Regions from separate parts of the Mus musculus genome. Here region 1 is linked to region 2. Evidence: chromatin contacts called from public Hi-C data. All regions are on one chromosome and are shown on one strand. The core of a region is the stretch at or near the end of the contact, and the rest is flanking DNA. Distances in the headings are between cores, read along the strand shown.

What was found. A called contact is a pair of places that touch in the nucleus more often than the background predicts.
Region 1: a Hi-C map of cerebral cortex shows a contact between it and region 2, with 2.2 times the contacts expected there. The contact joins the enhancer-like site here to the promoter of Adcy1 in region 2. A contact is called at or near these places in 1 of 39 promoter capture datasets (hippocampal neurons), 4 of 484 Hi-C or Micro-C datasets (cerebellum, cerebral cortex, nephron progenitors and 1 more) and 3 of 9 other capture datasets (adipose tissue, liver and pancreatic islet).

The regions. Positions count from the first base shown.
Region 1 is chr11:7,158,606-7,165,134 of GRCm38.p6, reverse strand. Adcy1 (adenylate cyclase 1) reads right to left here. Exons shown (of 20, transcript NM_009622.2): 15 at 4,813-4,929; 16 at 3,710-3,856; 17 at 3,185-3,283. Among named protein-coding and RNA genes, the nearest start is that of Ccdc201, 27 kb to the left of the region's middle. Within about 2 kb of position 4,799, at least 71 of the 459 cell types and tissues checked have an H3K27ac peak or open chromatin away from gene starts, as enhancers often do. A contact at or near this core is called in adipose tissue, cerebellum, cerebral cortex and 2 more, where this site is marked.
Region 2 is chr11:7,059,148-7,066,271 of GRCm38.p6, reverse strand. Adcy1 (adenylate cyclase 1) reads right to left here and starts at 2,839. Exons shown (of 20, transcript NM_009622.2): 1 at 2,037-2,839. The coding sequence starts at 2,672.

The DNA.
Region 1 (6,529 bases), core at 3,550-6,049, 97 kb before region 2:
GCCCCTGGACGCGGGCATCATGTGTCCAGGCACCTATCTGGATAATGCTGTCAATACATGTTGCACGTGAGCTGAGCAAGGACAAGGGACATATGTGAGGGAGGGGTGCCAGCTTCCTTTCTGGAGACTGACACTGAATTTGTGAGGATGTGACTGGGGGACAAAGTCCTTACATTCATAAAGCAATGATGGCCAGAAGGTTTCAATTTCTGTATTTATCCAGGAGACTTACTGTCCTCAACATCAGGGAACTAATGTCCTTAAGACAACACCGAATAGGCTTTATTATTTTTTAAAGAACTTTAATTTATATGCAACTGATGATAAGGAGTCTCTATGCAGTAACGTTCTCTGCAAACAACTGGCTGCTGCTGAATTCTTGCATCCCAGTGGCACATTTGTTACAGTCAGTGAGCCAATGCTGGCAATATAATTACCAACCCACAGCTACAGTTAACATTAGAGCTCACCCTTGGTATTGTCTGTTCGGCAGGCTTGATGAATGTATGATATCATGCAGTGCAGTGTGACACAATAGCTCCCCTGCCCTACAAATCCTCCGTGCTCTGCCGAGCCATGACTCTTACTACCCCATACCCAGAAGCCACTAATTCTGTCTCTGTGGTTTTGTCTTTCTCAGACAGTAGCTTCAGGTCTCACTGTGCCTCTGTCACCTGCACAATTTTAGGACAGCAATATTTAATTCTATGGGCATGTCAGAAGGTCTTCATCCATTCGCCTAATGAAGGGACTTTTGTTGGCTTTCAGTCGTTAGTGATTCGGAGTAGCAGATGTCTGTGTGGATGTAAGCGTGCGTCTCGTTTTGGTGAACACCAAGGACTGCAGTTGCCGGGTTTGCAGGCGCTGGTAACAGTTGAACGGCTTTGTAAGAAGTTGTCAAACTGTACCCACAGTCACTGGAGCATTTTGCCTCCCCAGCAGTAAGCAACAAGAGTTCCTTTTGCCCGCAGACTCCCAGCACCCAGTGGTTCCAGTGTTCTGGATTTGGGTTGTTTGAATAGGTCAATGTGGTTCAATGCTAATGCTTTAATCTCCTCCCTAAGAACTTAAAATATGGGACATCTTCTCATGTCTTTCCTTGCCTCTCTACATCTTCACTGATGGACCCCTATCCAGACTTCCCGTTTTTAACTAGTTTGGCATTTTTCTGATTTTTTTTTTATAATCTTACAGGTTTTTTAAAATTTTATTTTAAGTATAAGTCCTTTATCAGATAGGTGGCAAATTTTCCTCCAGCCTGCAGACAGACTGTTCCTTCACAACGTTGCTTACAGAGTAGGAGGTTCATTTGACGGAGTCCAACTAAAATAATCTTTTCTTTCAGGATTTATGCTACTGGTATTATACTTCGGTGTAAAGTCTAAAAAGAACCATCCCAAACTCAGGACCATCTAGATTTTCTCCAATGTCCAGAGGTTTTTAGACTTTTAGTCTACATTTAGGTTAATCGCTTTACTTGAATTGATCTTATGAAGAGCAGGACATCTTTATCTTGGTTGTGGTTTTCGTATGAATATGCAACTATTGTATTAAAATGGAGATCAACTGGGCATAGTTCTATGTGTCTCTTTCTGGGCACTCTGTCCCAGGACACTACACTATGTGACTGCTGTAGCTGTCTGGTTAGTTCTCCAGGATTGTCTTGGCTTCTTCTGGATCCTTTGTCAGTATAAATTTAGGTTCAGTTTGTCAAGGTCATGAGATTTCCTGATAAAATTTTGACTGAGACTAAATTAATTTCATAAATCAAATTTAAAAGCACTGATATCTTGACAGCAGTCATCTTTTCTGTGCAGGGACATGGAATAGTTTTCCTTATATAGCTCTTATATATTCCAAGTTATATTTATACCTGGTATTATACTTTAGCACTAATATAAGTGGCATTATGTCTGGAATTTCAAATAGCAACTGTTCATTGCTATTATAGAGAGAAGGACTGACTTTTACATGTGAACCCTGGATCCTGCCTCACTCATTTGTTCACTGGTTAGGAGTGTCATGTACCCATCCCCCACCCACCCATCATCACTCATTTGTTCAGCCTTTCCACATATATTATCATGTCATCTGCAAAGACGGATAATTCTCTTTCTTCCTTCAAAATCTATATGTGCTTTATCTCCTCTTGTCCTAGGGCCTTAGCTAGGACTTCCAGAACGCTGTTGAATTTAAGTGGGTATGAGTCAGGTATCCTGGTGTGCTCCTACAGTCCTGGGAATCAGGAGACGAAGGGAGAGGGATTGGGATTCATTGCCAACTTGGGCTACATAGTGGTTCAAGTCCCAACTAGACTATTTAGCAAAATCCTGATTTCAGTACGAATATTAATGCTGATGAGAAGGGATATTCTTGTAATGCTCCTGATCCCGAGCTGGCAAGTTTTATCTCCATTAGATACAACGCTCAGCTATAGGGTTTTTATTTGTGTTCTTTGTCAACTTAGAAGTCTCCTTTTTTTTTCTGATTTTAATCACGTTTATTCAGGAATGAGTCTTGGATCAAATGGATTTTTGCATTCGTTTTTTGGATCTTATGTTGATCGGGTAAATTTCACAAATTCATTTTGGAATATTAAACCAGTGTTTTGTACCTGGAATAAATCCTACCTGTCCCTCAGGTAGGATTCACTTTACTTAGTGTTTGACTCTATTTGCTAATGTTTGATGAGGAGTTTATGCATTTGCATTTGTGAGAGGCAAATAGTGACCTGTGGCTTTTCTTCCCTGTGATGTCGTTGTGTAGTTTTGGTATGAGGGTGTGGCCTAGGATGAGTCTGAAGCCTTCCCTCTGCCTGTCTCCTGGAAACAGCTGGAGGTGACTGACAGCATTCGTTCCTTAAATGTTTGGCAAAATGATCCCTGCTCTGGGACAGTGTCAATCATGGAATCAATCTCCTTTGGAGCCTCAGAGCCATGTCATTTTCACAATTCTACTGGGTGGGAGTCTGGGGGGGTCGTTTTCAGCATCCCAAGTCTTGGAGCAAAGGGAGGTATCTGGTGAGGAGGGCTTAAGGGCTTTTCTAAGATTGGGTATCTAGACAGAACCAGCCAATGGCAAGATAGCGTAGGATCTTCTTCCCTAGTCAGGCGTAGAGGAACTAACGCCAGTATGGGGCCCTGACCTGGCCCATGCCTGAACCAGTGCCCTAAGACCTGCTTACCCTGGTTCCTGCTGTGGGCGCCAGCCCCACGGCAGCCATGTAAGTGCTCCCAATGGTCTTAATCTTCTCCAGGTCCTTATAGAAGTCCTTGTCCATGAGCTTTGTTTAAAACACAAGAAAACTGTTAATATCACGAGATGTCATATAGCCAACATCCACTAGGGGGCAACAGAGGAGGTGGCCATCAAATTGTGCACAACAGCTCCTCTGGTCTGTTTTGGGTCTGTCACTCTGCATGAAAGAGGCATCCAGGAAGTACAGCAAGATACAACCCCTGTCTCTGAAGCCAAGCTCACTGTCACCAAGGAAAGAGGCTCCAGGGCTGGGGCAAACACAGTGCCTGGCTGGGGAAGGTCCAAGAAGTTCCTACCTGCCCTCCAAGAGTGAACGCTACCCAGCCCTTTGCCCTCTCCTAGAGCCAAGATGCTCTGTCCTGGACCCTACTGGAGACACAGTGGACACAGCAGGATTTGGGTCCATGGAAGGTCATCCTTGCTACCCTGTGAGTGGATGCTGCAGCCTCACCTCATCAAAGTCGGCAATGATCTCGTTGAGGAGCCGCAGACACTCAACACCCATGTTGTTGCCATCCAGTTCTATGTAGAAGTCATTGAAGTTGGGGATGGAGGCAAACATGACGCCCACCTGGGAGTAGGACTGGTAGTAGAGGTCCTGCAAAGGCAGGAGGGGTCAGAACCACCGTGCAGTGCCAGATACGGCCAACCAACAAGAGCAGCTTTGGAAAGCCAAGCCATAGGGGAACCAACAAGCCAGGCCATAGGAGACAGGCCATAGGGGCCCAGTTGGTTCCACAGGTAATGCTGTGGGAATGCTGTGAGCTCCAGGTTGTACAGGGCACTGAATGGGCAAATCCTGGGTGGTCAGCTTTGTCCTTTTGAGCCTCCTAGGGGAAGAATAGCAGGGAAGAGGGCAGGGCTTATGAAAGCTGCACATTTCCTGGTTCTAAGGCTCAGCTGATTGTACAGAAACCACAGCAGCTGCTTCCGGCTGGAGGAGCTTAAGGCTGAACCCCCAGGCTTTGTCCCTTCCCCTAGAACTATAGAAGCCAGCCTGGACTTTTTTACTTTTCAGCTTGGCCTTTGTACGCATCTCCCTTATGCTGTGCTGGTGGCCATAGCAACTGCAGCAGGCAGGGCTGTGAGGAGCTCTGGCCAAACATTCCATGCAGAGGAGGGAAAGCGAATCCCCACATTTCAAGCAGACATAGCAACGGATAGTCAGACACATGAGCATGCTCTCCTTTTTCAGCACCTATTGACCCCACATTAGGGAAGCCATTTGAAATAATCCAGTCTTGAAAACGAATTTCTCCTCTCTGCATTTTGTTATGAACACTGCAGGCCAGCCCACGACGGAATGGAAGGGAGGGGAAAGAAATGCATACCTGCCAACCTAATTTCCCCAGAGTTTCCTGGTAGACCAGAAGTTATCCATTCCAGGGGAGCTGATAGCATGGCCAGGCAGAGCCGAGCAGCTAAATCAGGGCTTGCTAAAGGCCACAGGCAAAGCAGAAGGACACAGAGTGGGCCACACTGAGCTGCATTCCAGTGGCAGACCTGGAAGTCCTGCCAGCCAGCAGGCCCCATGGAGCCCTGGCACTCACTCACCATGTTCCGGGGATTGGACATGAGGAAGTGCTGTGCGACGTGAGCTGGCAGGAGATTGAAGAGGATCCTCTTGTTGTCCAGCTTGACTCTCTCCATGTCATCCCGTTCCTCCTCCGCCTGGGGGTCAGAGGTCATGAATCTCAACCCTCATGCTGCTCTCACCCTCCCACCATGACACCTTGATACAGGAAAGAACGGGAGTGATAAATTAATGATAAAGCATCTACCAATAAGCTTGCTTAGGGAATACTGAAGCACACAAAGTAGACTGTAGCTGAAGAAGCCCTACCTCTTATTCCCCTAGAAGTTGAGCACCACCCTAGGCAGGCTTGCTAGGAACGGCAGGAAACATCGTGTGCCTCTAACATAACTGAACTTCAGGCTTTCTGGGAATACATTCCTGCTAGGGTTTAGTTCACTAAGATTGTGGCCAACTAAGACCTATCTCCATATCAAAGAACACACCTCTACCCTGGCTCTATCACCAAGGAGAGCATACATCTGCCAGGCAGGATGACCTGGGGTAACAACTACTGGAAAGGAACAGCATTGCTCTACATTAAAAGTAACTGCGATCAGACTTGAAGTTTTCTGTCTCTGCTTAATTGCTCAAAGTGTAACTTTATATGTGGAATGTTGAAGCCTATGACCTATATAAGCTGTTAAAAGTTTCATGGCTGGTTTCTCGTTGGGTGTTAGCCAGAGCAGGATGTATGCTATTAAAGAGCTTTTTCCTTATTCTCTGAGTGTCTGGAGTAAATTCTCATGGGAGTGGAGTGGGAAAGGGGGGTGTAGCATGCTGCTTCAATGTCAAGGATCATCCATGCGGGGCTCTAGATGCATGGATGGTCCACATGAATACACTTCATCTTTCATACCAGACACAAAGACCAGAGCCTTAATGCAGGGTTGAGGGACTCACTACCCCACCATTGCAATTTTCAGTGTTTGAGAATGGTTCCCCATTTCCAGGGTCTAATTCCCCAGATCCCATCTCATAAATATCTCTTAGGAACCTATGTGGCCACCCCAGACTGCACCAGACCCAGACAGCCCTCTGATCGACCTTTCCCAGAACTTCTGTTGCCTCCACAAGAATTTGAATCCCACTGGCACTGAGACCAGAATGCTGGGCTGGGGTGGATCTAGGAGCACACACTCTCTGAACCACAAGCAGAAGATGAAGCCCTAAGAAGTGGACAAAAGGATGGCAGGAATAGCCAGTCCTAGCCTGCTTACCACGAACTATGGCCCTATAGTGCTAAGAAAAAAGTGTCAGGGCTGGCTCCATGTATGGGCCACCATGAGCCTTAAGGGATGCTGTCAGTGGGGTCTAGTGGCATATCATATGCCATAGTTTTCAGACGCAGAAGGTATCGCTGCTACAAAACTTAACCATTGCCAGGCAGGGTGGTGGTGCACATCTTTAATCCCAGCACTTAGGAGGCAGAGGCAGGCGGATCTATGAGTTTGAGGCCAGCCTTGTCTACAGAGCTAGTTCTAGGACAGCTAGGGCTACAAAGAGAAATCCTATCTTGAAAAACAAAAACAAAAAGCAAACAAAAAACTTGACTCTCTAAAGGATTTGGCTTGAGAAACGGTCTAGGTGTGTGTTGTTACCATTTATGAAACTGGTGTGGCAGAAATGCCACCATAGTGCTTTTGATGCTTGTGGCCTGCCATAGAAGACATCTGTCCTTTGGTGGGCAGTGATACA
Region 2 (7,124 bases), core at 1,590-4,089:
TGGAAGCTGGGGTTGTAGTTCTGAGACTGGGGTGTGAACCTGAGGTGGAGATCTCACAGGACTCAGCCCCAGCAGGCTCCTAACACCCTCAAACAGCATCCGACCCCTGTGTATGCAGCAAGGGCCACCCTGCAGCACGGCTTCCCTCCCTCCTTCTGCATCTGCCCCATGCCCTCTTGGGTACTGTCTGTCTAGAATTCGGAGGTGAGGAGGCAGGGCCATCAGCAAAAGGCTGTGCGGCAGCAGAGGTGACAGGGTCTGAAGGGAGGTGGCCACAGCCGTGAGGTACAGGCCTCTCAGATACTAAGTGGCAGAGTTCACTAACACACTGCAGGGTGCCTAGGATTTCCTGATGGGAAGACATTGAAATCTTTGGGGACCAGCTTCTCTTTACCTCAGGTTTTCCCACTTGGCCCCATTTATGTGTTGATAAGGGAGTAGAGGATAAAATGCCTTAGAAATGGCAGATTTTCAACACATGCTTTCCTTATGGACTTCTTACATTCAAACCATCTCTGTGGGAGGCAGCATCTTCCCTTGGGGAGGCGGGGGGGGGGGTGAGAAGGAGGCGGGGCAGAGGCTGAGTTTTGGTGAGGGAGGGATTTATATCAGATTGGAGGCTAGTCACGGGGAAACCTGGGTACCACAGGCTACCTAAGAACCCTTGTTTTCACAATGGGCTTCTTTCCCCCACTGAAATGACAAGGGCTCCTCTATCCCAGAGGGAGGGGCACTAGCACCTTTGCAGACTCCTCCCTAATCCTTTCTTTAAAAGGAATGCCTAGAGGCTGTGTAGAAGAGAAATAAAGAAACTAAGAACACAGCCTTTTAAGGCACCTAGAGAACCCACCACGGTCCTGAGTCTACAGCTGTCTCTCCAGCCCTACAGTGAATGCTCAGCAATAAACCTGTCATCATGGCCCCTAAGTCTAAGTACCGCTCCCTGCCATCAGAGTCTGGGTGTTTGTGTTGGTCTTACAGGCAGCAGGTACAGCTGACTGACAGTCACCTCTCTCAAAAACACCAGTTAGTGTCCCCCCAGTTTGGATTCTGTGCCTAGCCCAGCCCCCCACAACTTCCCATATGCTCGAAGAAGCTACCTTCTTTCCTTAGATGGACTCTCCCACCTTTCTGTCTCTCGTCTCCCTCCCACTGCTAGCCCTGGAACAAACCCCTCCCTCAGATGCCACGCCTGGGCAGGGCCAGCGAAGGGGAAGGTCCCAAACTCCTGGGAACAGCCTCCAGGTTCACCTCCACCTGCTTGGGTGCGGTGGTATGGGGAACGGGAACCTCTGGGGTCCAGGAGAATCCCCAGGAGGAGTCAAGTCCTATGCCCTTGGCCCGGCAGCCCCCTCGCCCACCCAAGTTGAAAGAGACAAAGTTCAGGCTCCATGGAGCCAGGGTTAGGACTGGGAGCAGAAGCTGTGGAGACCAGACTATGTGTGACCTTGGCAAACTCCTCTCCTTCAGGGCAGAATTCGGATTCACACCGGGGTGGTTAGCGATACTGGTGGGGTTCAAAGTGCTTCCCTTCCCACTAACTGCTCCCTCGGGTCCGCGAAATTGAGAAGCGAGCCCCAGATGCGCTCCAGGCGAGCTGGAGAGGAACCCAGGGGCTGCGCGCTCTGCCAGCCTAGAAGCCTGGCCTGGAGACCGCGCACCCTCCCACTTTTCAGTACCTCTACTGAGGGACACGGGTACAACCCGGCGCGGTGGATCAGGCTTGGGTCCCCCACTTGAGCTCGGTACCCTACTGCCTGACCTTGGGCCTGTCACCACCACCACCACCACCACACACCAGTCTCTCGTCTCCACCCTAAAGACGCTAGGGACTCTTATCTCGTAAGAAACACCGGGTGGAGGGTGCTAGCTCCTCCACTGCATCCTCAGTTTGCTGTTGACCTTGAACACCTGTCCCACCTTCAGAACCTCAGTTTCCCCACCTTCTCCATAGGAAGAACGTTAAACTCCTGCCACCTCCAGTGCTGCTGGCAGATGTGTCTCCAACCCAATGGGGGACTCGTGGTGCCACTTACCGTCCTCCAGAGACGTGGGCGCTTGGCAGGGACCAAGGCGGCTGTGACCAGTAAGTGCGAGGCAGCCACCACCAGCCCGAAGCCGATGGCCAGTAGGCTGCGCACGGGCAGCAAGGCATAGGACACGAAGGTGACCAAAAGGAGTTGCCAAACCCCCTGCTCGGCGACCGTCGAGCCCATTGCGCCTCCTGCAGAGCTCCTCGCGGGGCCGCCCAGCGCGAAGGGGCAGCAGAGTAGCGCGAAGGTGAGGCTGAAGAACAGCGCCAGCTGACCGACCTGCTGCAGCTGGGACACCTGCAGGGATCGGACATTGGTGACCACGAACAGCGCCAGGAAAAGGATGCAGTGCACTGGGTGCGACCCCTTGGCGAGGCCCGGCGCTGGCCCCGGTGCGCCCAGCAGCTCAGCCAGCGCCAGGGCGCCCGCCAGTAGGCTGAGCACAGCCAGCGCTTTCAGCGTGGCCGCCTGCTCCAGCCGCAACGTGTAGCCGCGGAACAGCGCCTCCAGCTCGGGGCACGCGAACTCCTCGCCACACGCCCGGAACCCACGCCGGCCGCCCGGCCCGGCCGCCCGCTCTGCGCCCCCGGGCTCGCCCGCGCCTCCGCCGCCGCCTTGGCCGCGCGGCGCCCCCGCCATCTCAGCGCCATGCAGCGGCCGCGGCCACGGGCGCGCCCCTCGCCGGCCCGGGGCGCCGGGGCGCCGGCCGGCGGCCCCGGGGCGGGCGGGCGGCGGGCGGCGAGGCGCCGGGGCGCGGGGCGGGCGGAGTTGGGGCGCCGGCTGCCCAGCGCGCGCGCCCCGAGCGCGTCCCCTCCCGCCCGCCGCGCCTGCGCACTGGCGCCCGCCCGCGCCCCGGCAGTGGTCCTCTGCGGCGACCGTGCTGCGACAGGCGAGCCCCAAGAGCCCCGATCCTGGGCGGACAGAGTCCGCGCCCAACTCAGCGCCCGGGATCCCGCACGCCCAAGGGGCCACGTGACCTTGGGCACCACTCCTGACTCTTTGAGCCTCGGTTTCCCCTCCTATGTACAGTGGAGCCCACCCCTCTATGAGTCTTCGGAGGCGTTTAAAAAACGCAGAAATTCCCAGTAGAGGGAGGAACAGCTCTGTTAGATTTGTATCCCCTCCGCAAGCAGAACCAGGTCACCCAAGAGGAGCCCTCACTCAGCTCCCAAGAGGACCCCTCACTCAGTGCCCACCGAGAAACCCCGAGAATCCCAGGTCACACATGCAAGGCGCTTTAAGTGACTGATTTGCCCACCACCTGGGTGGGTAGTGAAAGCTTTGCCTATTGACCTGAGCAAGAATAAAGCCCTGCAATGTCCAAGGAAGCTGTGAGGTCTAGGTGCAGGGATGGGTGAGGGAGGGCTGAAAGGAGAGATAAAATAGCGCGGCTCTCTCCTTAAATAGGAGCTGGCCATGCAAATGATGGCGAGACGTTTACTTCCAGCTGAACAAGTGGCAGGGACAGATTCGCCTCAGTTGCGGATCTTGGTGATGTCCATTCACTAAGGGAAGGGACCGGACAGAATTTCATTCGGTGCTCACTCAGGATGGCCCCCTGAGATCGCTCCCCTGTTCTCCTTTAGAGAGAGTCCCAGAGGACCCTGAGAGTAGAACAGATGCCAGGAGCTTGTGCCACCTCTGGATCCCACGGGTGCACCAGGAACTGTCTCTCACAAAATTTTGCAGCCCATATGCTGTTCTTCCTACTAGAGGCCCCGCTTCCAAATTTTCACTTTCAGTCCATCCTGACCAGACTGTTTTAGAAGACCCTGAGAATTCCCAGGGTAAGAGCCTGTGCCCCCCCCCCCACACATTATATAGGTACAGGAATTAGGATTTGAGATTTTCTCTAGAATTAGTTTGAGCCACATGAACTTGTCGTTTTTACAAAAATCTTCCTACTCAACATCTCCAACAGTTCATACTGAAGGTTTGCTGGAACCACTTGAAAACCAGTTAATCCCTGTTCTTGGAGCGGACTCCCGCTGTAAGACACTCCCAGCTCAGAGCCTGCCTGGCCCCAGTCAGCACCCAAGCTAACTGTTTTCACCCCAGTCCCTGCTCCTTCCATGAAGGTTCACACCTACTGCTCTGCAGCCTCATTTTCTGGTCATTTCTCTCTCCGTGTTCTTTTGGCAGAAACCCACGGAGAGCGTCAGCTGATGCTGAGAAGATGGTCTGGCCCCATCCTTAGGGCACTGCCTTGAAAAAGCATCCTTGTCATCACCTGATTCCCAATTGTCTCTAAATACTATCAAGTCTGCAAGATTCTCAACTCTCCACATTAGGCATAGAGTCACTTGTTACTTGATGTTGTGTGCTTTTTCTACCCTAATGATTTTATTAAAGAACATCTGAAAAATATCCTGACTACATGAAAAAGAAAGACTCATAGTGAAGTCATTTAAATGCTAAGTTCGTAAGTAAACCTCACCCACTTGCTTTTCTGTGTTGGCTTCCAGTTCTCCCCTTGGTCAAGGCTGCTTGTTTGTTTGTTTGTTTGTTTGTTTGTTTGTAAGCCAGCATCAATGCCTTTCAAGTGAACCTGGAGGAACCTATATTCAGGTTTGGAATTAAGGTGAGTCATGGCATGACCCTTTTTGCTCGCTGCCATAACTGCCCAACTTCTTATGTCTGTCTGTTACAAAGCATCTTGGAAGATAGCCTTTGTCACCTTTGTTTTGTTGGTGCGCAGAGGCTGGCTGAGTCTCACAGTCTAGAGGGAGCATGAAGCTTCTCACGTCAAGCCCTGTTGCACAACCTCAGAAGGCAGGAGCATCAATAATTGCTATTGTTGTTATAGACGCATACACTATGTGCCAGGTTGGAAGAAGGGCTTCAATGGACAGTTTGCAGACACAAACAGGAAGGTTATATGTAATACAGTGGGAGCCAAGGTGGTGTGTACCTCCCATATAACTGTTATAACTGTGGTCATTATAAAAGGGGAAAGACTGGGCACAGATTCATACACGGAAAGCATCATGAGTGACACTGCCCCAAGTCAAGGATCTACTAGCGTGTCCAGAGAAGGGCCGAGAACAAATCTCCCCCCAACAGGAGTACCTTCCACTCCAAAAGATGTGAGCAATTAAAGGGACACCGTGGCCAACCATACATGTGTGTATATAGGCCTGAGAGGCCAGATCTTGGTCCCTTCCCACTCACTACAGCATCACTCTTCTCCCCCGTCTGCTCCATTCACCCTCTAATAAATAGCTAAATTTCATTTAGTTTTAAAACTCACAGGGCACTTTCAGCACTTTTGTCCCATGGAAGGGTCTCTCAGGTCCAGAGTGTTCTCTTCCATCCATACAGGAGAATGTCACTGGTCATCCTCTGGCTTGTCACTCTTACAGAGCCTACCTATTTGTTTTTGTATTGATTCATTGAGACTTCACAGGACAGGATTATTCTGGTGATGCAGAATGGGCCTGGACTGACGTTTTAAGTGATCAAACACACACATGAAGGTCTCAGAATAGTGGAGCAGTCAATGTCTTTGACATGCTAGGCTCACGTGAACTCAAGTGACCTTGACACACTAGGCTCAAGTCTTAAGTGAGCTGATCCCTGCTGTGGATCCAGTGAAGGCTCAGCCCATCTGACCCAGCCCGAGTTCATGTCAATGATAGCAAGTTATGAGACTTCGTGGCTCTTTTGTGTGTGGAGCTGGGTACTGAGCCAACATCGGGGGCACCCTTGCTAGCTATGTGACTTTTAGCAAGTTCAGCATCCTGTCTGGAGTCTGACTGTGAACTATGGATTTAATGCCTAGCAAAACGTGGAAGGAGGGCGTCATGAACACACAGACTGCCCTTCTGATCCACAAAATAAAGACAACTTTTCCTCTACCAAGTCAGTGTTCCATATACATACACGTGGACAAGACTCATTCAGATTCTTGATTCTGCCATCAGAACAGTGTCCCTAGTAGCCAGAGAACTCACCTAGTTCTGATTGCCTCTGACTGCAGTCAGGGATCAGCATTTGGAAGGGGGTGTACCATAGTTTATTCCCACTCCATATTTGGAGACCAAGTTCCCCTGTGAACCTGTAGGGAGATTAGTGTCTACTTTAATTGCCTTTGAGCCACTGCCAACATGAGCTTGGCCAGGAAAGAAGTTGCCAGCTCTGTGACTATAGGATGCTCCGTAAAGTTAATGATTTTATGTGATCAAATGCACACATGAAGGTCTCGGAATAGTGGAGTAATCAAAGTGTTTGACATGCTAGGCTCAAGCCTTGATCAAGCTGATGCCTGCTATGGGTCCAGTATGGTTTGTCTTCACCAAAACTCATGTTGGGGCTTAATTAATCTATGTAGTAGCATTCAGATGTAGGCTTTAGTGGGAGATGTGTGGGTCACGGGAATGGAGCCCTCAGAAATGGAACTTTAGGGACAGTTAGCTGTTCTGCCCGTTTCCCAGCTCCCGTTCAGCCACACCCATTCCTTCTTCCACTTTATGCCATGTCTGGATCAGTATGAGTCTTTCTCCTGAAACCCAAGAGTCTGGCATTGTGTTCTTAGATTCCCAGCTTTCCAAACTATGAGCCAAATAGCCCCTGTTTCTTTATAAAGTCTTAATCCTTGGGTCTTCTGTACAGCAACAGAAAAGGACCAGGACAGTCCCTAGCTTGCCAATTCCATCTCACATCTCCCAGATTCATATCTTCCTGCTCCACCCCCACGCCCCCACCTCTGCACACGTACACACACCGCATCTCTGCCCTTCTCAGTGTTTGCTATGTACTCCTTCGGAGCATCAGGGCACAGGAAAGGGATTTCTACTTCACACAGCATCCATCAAAAATCCTCCCATACATCTGTTTAGGACTCTTTCTTTCAAAAGGACAAAAGCCTTAGGCTGCCTTCATCTGAAACAGAGAAGAGCTGGCTCTTGTGATTCAAGGTCTGGAGTGGTCACAGCTGTGTCCATTCTGAGCTCCAGAGCCTGGAAATTCTACATATGGGACTCCCGCTGCCACCTGCCAGACCTGGAGATGACCACACTAGCAGGCGGGAAGTGGGAGGTATGGGCTCTTTTTATTTATTTGTTTGTTTGTTTGTTTGTTTGTTTATTGCTC